Regions from separate parts of the Mus musculus genome. Here all the other regions are linked to region 2. The links are chromatin contacts, called in public promoter capture Hi-C maps. All regions are on one chromosome and are shown on one strand. The core of a region is the stretch at or near the end of the contact, and the rest is flanking DNA. Distances in the headings are between cores, read along the strand shown.

Region 1 (2,700 bases), core at 115-2,614, 3.5 Mb after region 2:
ACCGGTCTAGTGTAACCAAGGAATGGAGTTTGGAAAGGGTGCCTTAGTCAGATTTCCAGAAAGATAATTATCTGTGTAAGGTGGAGGGTCTCGGTGATTGATGGATGTCTTCTTTTCTCAAAGGCCTTTTTCCACCAAGCACAAAGAGCACCATGTGGAGTCTCTAGACCTCCACTAACCCACCCAGCGCTACAGCGCCAGATGGTCTAGCTCACGCCAGACTCCCCGAGACTGTCTTGCTCACTTCCTGAGCGCGCGGAAAAGTCGGCAGAGCCTGCTAAAAAATCCCCACAGTATGCAGAGAGAGACAGAGACTTAAAAACGGAGTCTGAACACCACACCTGGAGTTTACACAATCCATGCTGTACGTGCACTAAGAACTAGCGATCTGGGCAAACTTTACAAAACAAATACAGTGTACAAGTAAATACAAATCCTCTCCCCGGATGCTAAAGAACTCCGTGGCTGCACACACCGGAGAAACTGGAGGGATGACTGGGACATTTAATTTGGATAATCCAAATCCGAGAACTTTGAACTCGAAAACCTACTCAGATTTGTGTCCTACAATCCCTCTTCCCATCAGTAGGAAGACCACTCAAGCCTGCCATTTACCGAGATAGTTACACCCCCTCCCTCCAGTTTCTGTGTCCAGAGATACAAAGGAAGTAACCAGAGGTGACTAATCCAACAATGCACGGGGACAACCTCCTGCAGTTAGGCACCTGGACCGGTGAGCGGGCGTCCTTTATCTGACCACAACCTAGAGGCTGGGGAGCTGGCAGGGTGAAAAAAAAAAAAAAAAAACTTTGACTTAAAGCTTTCAAAATCCCCTGAGGGTCAACATGACCGCTCCGGTCAGCCACTCAGCAGCTTGATCCAGAAGAGGGACAGCCCAGAGGGGTGGGTCGCCGAGCCTAGCACTCCCACCCTAGACGTCACACACGCTCACTCGCACTCAGCCACGCGCTAGCGGTTATTCTTTAAACCGAGGGTAGAAACTCGGCGGGAGAGATCACGGCTTGCAGGTGATGGCCCAAAACCCAGGAGCCCTCGCCCGACACGCCCGCCCCATGCGCTCTCGCGCCTGCGCCCGCTCCCGCCGCCGGCGGTCAACCCCAGCGCTCCACTCCCGGCTCCCAGGTGCGCGGTGGCATTCCCACGCCTCTGCCAACGCCTCTCGGCAGCCATTGGCCAGCGCGGGTCCGCCCCTCCATATTAACCAATAGAAAGCCACACCGTCCCAGGGAGGCGGGGCCTGGAGAGTGGCCAGGGCGGGCACACGAAGAAGCGGAGGGGCCCCGCCCGCGCTGGGGGGCGTGGCCAGTACCGGGTCTTGCGCCCTGGCTGGGCTGCAGCGTGGGAAAGAACCTCCAGGAGCCGACCGCGCCGCCGAGGGAGCGGCGCCTGCAGAAGCCGGGCAGGGAGGGAGGGAGGAAGCCCGCGGGGAGCGCGCTGCGTTCCGCTAGGCGACAGTAGCTGCTCCTCCTTCGTCGCGATGAAGCGCCCTTGTGAGGAAACGACCTCCGAAAGCGACCTGGACGAGACCATCGACGTGGGGAGCGAGAACAATTACCCTGGGTGAGCGCGGAAAAGCGGGAGGGTGTCCGGGGAGCTTCGGGTGGAGAGGAGACCGTTTTCCCCGGGAAGCGGGTGCTAGAGTCGGGTGGGGCGAGAGATGGAGTTCACACTAGGCGTGGGAGCGACTGGAAGGGAGCTGGACTGGAGCGTGCAGGAGATGGCGAGGGAGGGTCCAGGGCTGTCAGCACAGGACACGCATACTGGCACGTCCGGGCGACGCCCCCGGTACTGGAACTGTATTTAGGGACAGTTCCAAAATAGGTCAGGAGAAAAGAAAAACAACTGGATTTCTGTTTTGAGAGAAACTGGGATCGCGACTTGAGTTTTTGAGGAGGTAAAGCATCTGAGCTAAACAGGCTGAGCTGCGCAGGTCGACAGAGGGTGATCTGGCTGACCCACCCATGAGTGACAGATATAAGGAGCAGATGAGACAGCATTGCTTTGCCTGCTTGTCCTTTAGTCTCCAGGAGATCAAGGTTCTGATCACAGAAGACAGACCTCCTGTTTCCTGTGACAGCAAGATTACCCAACCATTTTAGAGGCGGGGGGGGGTCAAATGATAATTGCTTCTAATTGGCTTGCCCAGAAGCACCTTATTTATTTATTTGCAGCTGTCACTCAAAGAGTGAAATCCTTCCCGCATATAGAAAACTGGATTTATTTCACGGGCTTATTTTAAGACGTAGAAATCAAAGCCGGAAAAATAGCTAAAGCAAAAACGATGCTTATGAGACAGTTTACCAACTCTCTCATTGTTAAAGTATTAAAAAAAAAAATGAAACCGTAGGCTGTCACTAGAAGGGGTGAGGAAGGAGTCAGTTGATTTCGAATTAAGACCCAGAAGTGAGCCGAAGGGGTGGTAATAGAACTTCTCAAAACTAGAGAGGACCTGGAGAGTTTAAGACACTAAAGAAGCATAGTACCTGTGAATTTCAAAGTGACAGAAAGTCCTAGGAGAGTATACATTAATGGACCAACTACACCACCAAATAATCACTTGATTGAACCTTGCAGTCTAAAAATACCTTTTAGTAAACTCAAGGTGAATTGCAGCTTCTCGAGATATCAGCTTGGTTTTAAGGCTGGTGGCACAGTTTCATTTTCAAAGTTAAAGCATGA
Region 2 (2,700 bases), core at 66-2,565:
CTTAGCCAGACTGGAACCTGAAGGACCTGGGACTCTCCACTGGCTGCCTTGGTGGGACTCGAACTCCACGGCGTGGCCCATCGCCCATCAGATAGTATTGTAGGGGATTGGACCACAGCTCCCCTTTGATAATTTCAGCTATTCTGTCGAATTCTAGGAGGCTGTGGTCTGAGAACCAGTTGAAGAAACTGGGAATCGTGTTCCCCTCCCTATTCCTGTGGATGTGGGCCTGGGGTTCCTGACCCCGGTGCCAGCGGATTGGCGTAGAGAGTGACACCACTCGACCTGAGGATCTGCGCTCATATTCTTTGACCAGCCCCTCATTTCGAAAGTAGGGGTTGCTTTGAAAGATGAACTTAAATTTGCACCCTACTCTTGGCTGCTTAAGCTCCTCCACCTCTAAATTGATCATGTACCTCATCATGTCTTCATCTTGGCCACTAATCATTGGTGACAGCTGGGGGTGGTTCCGAAAAGCGGTGACCCAGAAACCTGGGATGTTTTGGATGATGAAACTTCTGCGCTGCATGTGGAGCCTTCTCATCCGCCCAAATTTGCGTTCCAGCTGGAGGAAGGCCCTGTCAGCCTGCGCATTTACATTTGACAGCTCTTGATCGATGGCCTCCAGCGAGTCCATGCAATTGATCTTCGGAGCTCTGGGTCGAGTCTCCTCTTTCCCTCCTCCAGCTACCTTTTTTTCCTTCTGTAACCCCTTCTTTTCCTGCATTGCCGCTCCTGCTTCTCCCTCCTTGCCGGTGGCCACAGAGATGGCGCACTTGGTAGTCGTCATTTCCTTGGTCTTCTTCGGCCCCGGCATCTGCTGAGACCCCAGGCCCACCGCACCACAGGCTTCCAGGGCTTTCGGTTTAGCAGGGCTGTGAGGCCCTTCAAGCTGACAGCCATTTTTACTGCTGTCGTCGGCTGCCACAGGGGCTGAGGGTGCGTCCCCGCCCTTTGATGGAGACGGAGCATCCTCCAGACCTCTCGCTGCCGCAGCACAACTATTCTCAGCCACTCGGAAGCAGAGCTCGGGGCCGCAGTGCTCGGAATCCGGAGACGCGCCTCCATCCGCACCGGCCTCACCTGCAGCCTCCATCTCCCGCACTGTGTCGGTTTCCTCTTGGAGCCCCTGGTCCTGCTTCAGATCCAGATCTTCGGAGGCATGGGAGGGGGTCGTGGTGTTAGCGAGAGATAGCTCGTTGTTCCCTTCCACGCCGTTCATTTTGGCAGCTGACAGCCCTGCAGAGCTTTCCTTGTCCTCTGCAGACGCAGCGCAAAACCGCAGTGAGTGCTTAGCTCCACCCCTTTTCCTTCTGGGCTGGTGCTACCATGGCAACCTGTGACGTCAGGATACCAGCTGCAACTAACCGTAGCGCGAGAACTGGCAATCCAGGTAATTTTGTCGATCAAGTGTGTTCTTTTTGTCTTTTTAAATGATGCTGTAAATTTAATCTCATCTGGGAAATTGAGTACATAAATGGATGTCGAATTATATTTTACGTCTATTCGTAAGTCTCTAATTAATTTCGACAGTATCTAAACCATGTCTCAAAATAAATTTTAAAATAGAACCTATTGTCTAATAAAGTCAGATTTTATTCATGCTTCCCAGGAATAGAGAAGCGAATTCACCAGCTCACAGGCCCTCCTTATTTCGGACACAGATTCGATTCATAGCGGCTACTGAGGAGCTGCGCAGAATCAGATTTAGGGGGCAAAAAGTGTCGTCGTTGTTTTTACTTTCAAGCAAACAAGACATTCCTAAGGTTAATTTCGATTTCTGCAGAGATTTTGATGTTTGTATACATTGGCCGACATTTACAAAGCAATTGGATATTTCTTCACTTTTAAATAAATAGTAAACCGCGCCTTATTTACAGGTGGCCACAACGCATGCCATATACACAGTTAGCCCCTGAGAATTAGTGAAGGAAATGTAACCTCAGAGGATTCAATTTCTAAAACGATACACATTAATCCTCCTTTGCCTTGGTTTATGATCTTAGGTTCTGCTTCATGCCTGTGGGTATGGAGCCAACTAACATTTGCCCAAATTTGCCTTTGTGAAGGTAGAATCAATCAGGGTTTTTCACACACTTAAGCAACTGTGTCTTTAAAATAATCTACTTTAAAAAAGAAGGGTCATTCATTCAAGTCAATTTAGAAAATGTATTTATTTATTTACTCAATCATTTATTTAAATAAATAAAAGCTATTTATGTATTTAATCACCACGGTCTCTCAGTTTGCTAAAGTCTGAGAATTCGGATGTTAATCCTTAAGGGATAGAAAAAAACAGAAACTTAAATTTTGCATATTTAATGTTTGAATTTCTATTAGAACAAAGCTTTAGAGTTCTTTGCCCTGGGAAATTGATTCCTCCCAGAATATGGTTACACTACAGTAAGAGTCTTTGAATAGGGGTTTAAAGAAAAAAAACAAAAACAAAAAACATTACCCTAAGAACTCTAATGAGGGAAATAATGGCTCCTGGTTCGCCTAAGACTCTGAGGTGGTGAGAACAACACATGGCATATCATGCAGCTTGATTTTTTTCTTTCTTTCTATGCCAAAGGTGAGTGTTCTCACTCAAAGACAGTTGTCCAGGCTGGCCTGCCTCTTCCTAGCCCTATCTCCCAAAAAAGGAAAGAAAAAAAGGAAAATCAATTGATTATCTAAATAAAATTAAAATGTACACAC
Region 3 (2,700 bases), core at 126-2,625, 5.0 Mb after region 2:
TTTTGTCATGTGGTAGGACAGCAAAGCAGCTGTTCTATCAGGAAACAGACCATTCCAGGTGAACATGCTCACTGCCAAGCCACTGCAAAGCACCTCTGGCCATCTGGGACCAAAGGTTTCCCTCTCCAATTCTACATGCTAGTTCTTCCATTAAAAGTCCTTAAATTATACTAGAAAACTAACATAATTCCATATTTAAAACAATTAGCATAAGTAAACAAAGAAAAATCATAAGGTACTTTTGAATGAAATATATAACCTGTTTCTCAAGTTTTCACATTACACACCACCTACACCTCTCCCCACACAAACCAAAGAAAAGAACTTTTATTTCCTCAAATATTGATTTTTGTCATCCCAAATCTTAGCACATATACTGTTACAGGGTTGTTTTTTGTTTTTTTTTTTTTTCCTGACAGTAATTTCAAGTTATCTTCTCTAAGTTCCCAGACTACATAAAATCCATCTCCACTACCAACAGCTGTGGTCACATCAAACACTATCATTAACTTCTAGTTCTGACAAGTCGTCCTAGTAAATTTAGTTTCCAAGAAGGCATCCGAAGTGTTGAGAACAGTCCCTGGCAAACGGGGATTTCCAAGATTTTTCTTAAAACACATGGCTAGTTCACCATCTAGCTGGTTTCTTCTAATTCACTTTGTTGCACATCCTCTTTGCGCCTCAGCTAGCTGTCAACTAATTGGTTTTCAAGTCAAAAAGACAAACAAAACAAGCCTGTCTTGTTGCCATCTTCCTCTTCCCTCCCCAAGATTTCACTTTTTTTTTTTTTTTTTTAACCTGTCAGGCTCCTATGAGGGAGCTATTTCTTCAAACTAACTCTTTGATCAGTCTTGGTCACATCTCTAGCACGGAGAACAAGAAACAATAACAAGTTAGAGAATCCGATGTGGAAGTTAGGAAATTAAGAAATGCTAACGTGTGGTGATGTCCTTAGTGAGGTGTTCATAACTCCTTGAGATTTGATAAAAGTGGAGACAGAATAGGATAACTTTAATTGCTCCCATCAAAGTTGGGTTGCTCTTCTTGTTGAAAAAGTTGGCTTCACGAAACAAAGATGTAGGAAAAGTTTGAAATAAGCAAGATCATTTAGCTCACAGGTAGAGATCCCACGGAACATTACCTCGGTTCTCACAAGGGATTCCAAAATATTCAGAAATCGGCTTAGAATTGACCTCACACCTTCTCATCCTTTGAAACTGCCAATTTAGCGGATTTTCCCACGTTCTCTGCAACGCCTCAGGATTTCCCAGAGACCTGCAGGAACTCACGAGCCCACCTGCGCGGCGGCGCCTGCGCTGCGGTGCAGAGCCAGCAGAGGGCAGTGCGCCTGCGCGGTGAGCGTGTGCGCAGCCGCGCGCCCCCTCGCTCTGCATTGGCCCGCAAAGGCGCGCCACCCAATCACGCCACAGCGCGCTGGCCAGGGTGCGGGGGGCGAGGGGGCGAGGGGGAGGGGACATCTCCGCGGCCTGTCACTTGGCCGCAGCCTTACCGCCGGCCCGCAGCCCCTGGCTCTGACTTGCGCTTCCGTGTCCTGAGACCCTCTTCCCGCACCCCACCTTCCGCTGCGCGCGAGCCTCTTCCGGCTTCCACACCGCTCCGGGCCTGTTTCCGCTCCTGGTATGCTCCCCGGGATCCTTTGGCCAGAGCTCCTGAGTTAGCTGAAGGAACTCTGGCGACCCGGAAGTCCCGCCCCTCCCCATCAGACTCTTCATGTCTGGAACTTTCACCTCAACTGCTGTAAGCTAGAGCAGGGAGCTCAGGTTTTTTTCCGTGGTTGACATCTCCTTGGTTTAGGGTTCAGACAAGGGAAAGGAGGCCACCCAAATACTTCGTACCCCAATTGGCTGCAAATGAAAAAAGGGAACGATAAGACAAGAAGGCGAGAGAAAGTTAAAGAGCGCTGAGCCTTCTTGGATTTAAGAGCTGCTGGGGGCAGTATTTTATCGTTTGTCAAAAAATACTTAGCAGGTTTTGTGACACGACTATGTCATGTGCTCTTTAAAGACTCGAAGCAAAATGTTTTTGTTTTTAAAAACGGAAGGAAAGGGGAGAAAAGAAAGATGGGTGTCCAGAGGGGGTCAGTTTTGTCAGCTCTGTACCTTGCTTTGGATGGCACTCTGGTGTTCATAGACTTCTGCAGTTATCATACATAATGATCAAAGAAATAAAAACATGTTTTCTGGTGGGATGGATATAATGTGGCAAAGCAGTAGGGCAGAAATGGTGACCAGTTTATAATACAAAGGTGTGTTTAATAAGGAAGAATTAATAAGCCTAGGTTAGCTGAACTGGTAGGAAGAAATCGTTACTAGAAGTGTTTAATTCTAGTATTTTTCAAAAGGCAGAGAGTTTATTCTAAAGCCAAATATAAGTGAGGTTTGGGTTATCCCCAGTTCTTTGTTCCAATATGAAGGTGTTAGGGTAACAGACCAACAAAAATTATTTTCCAAATACACTGATGGGAATGTGAAAGCATGGGGTGAAAGGAACAAGGAGATTTTAAGTCTCAGATCTTAGGTCTCAGAATCTGTAGCTCTCAAATTATAGTTGACCGCATCCTTAGCAGTTCTACTGGTGGAAGCTATTAGTTTGTCTGTTCCAAAAGACTTACCCAGGGACCATTAAATTGTTAGGTCACAGAGAGGTGGTAGCAAATGACTATTAAGCTAATGATGGTCC

The links. Promoter capture Hi-C pulls out the DNA fragments that hold promoters and counts their contacts.
Region 1: a promoter capture Hi-C map of pre-B cells shows a contact between it and region 2. The contact joins the promoter of Hey2 here to the promoter of Tspyl4 in region 2. A contact is called at or near these places in 2 of 39 promoter capture datasets (cranial neural crest and pre-B cells).
Region 3: a promoter capture Hi-C map of pre-B cells shows a contact between it and region 2. The contact joins the promoter of Echdc1 here to the promoter of Tspyl4 in region 2. A contact is called at or near these places in 1 of 39 promoter capture datasets (pre-B cells) and 1 of 484 Hi-C or Micro-C datasets (B cells).

What each region holds. Positions count from the first base shown.
Region 1 is chr10:30,841,447-30,844,146 of GRCm38.p6, reverse strand. It overlaps Hey2 (hairy/enhancer-of-split related with YRPW motif 2), which reads left to right and starts at 1,364. Exons shown (of 5, transcript NM_013904.1): 1 at 1,364-1,581. The coding sequence starts at 1,499.
Region 2 is chr10:34,296,036-34,298,735 of GRCm38.p6, reverse strand. Tspyl4 (TSPY-like 4) reads right to left here and starts at 1,315. Exons shown (of 1, transcript NM_030203.2): 1 at 1-1,315. The coding sequence starts at 1,222. The coding sequence ends at 2. Gm26564 (a long non-coding RNA gene) reads left to right here and starts at 1,312. Exons shown (of 5, transcript XR_871568.2): 1 at 1,312-1,393.
Region 3 is chr10:29,312,175-29,314,874 of GRCm38.p6, reverse strand. It overlaps Echdc1 (enoyl Coenzyme A hydratase domain containing 1), which reads right to left and starts at 1,375. Exons shown (of 6, transcript NM_025855.4): 1 at 1,142-1,375. The coding sequence starts at 1,208. Gm46218 (a long non-coding RNA gene) reads left to right here and starts at 1,458. Exons shown (of 2, transcript XR_001779751.2): 1 at 1,458-1,638.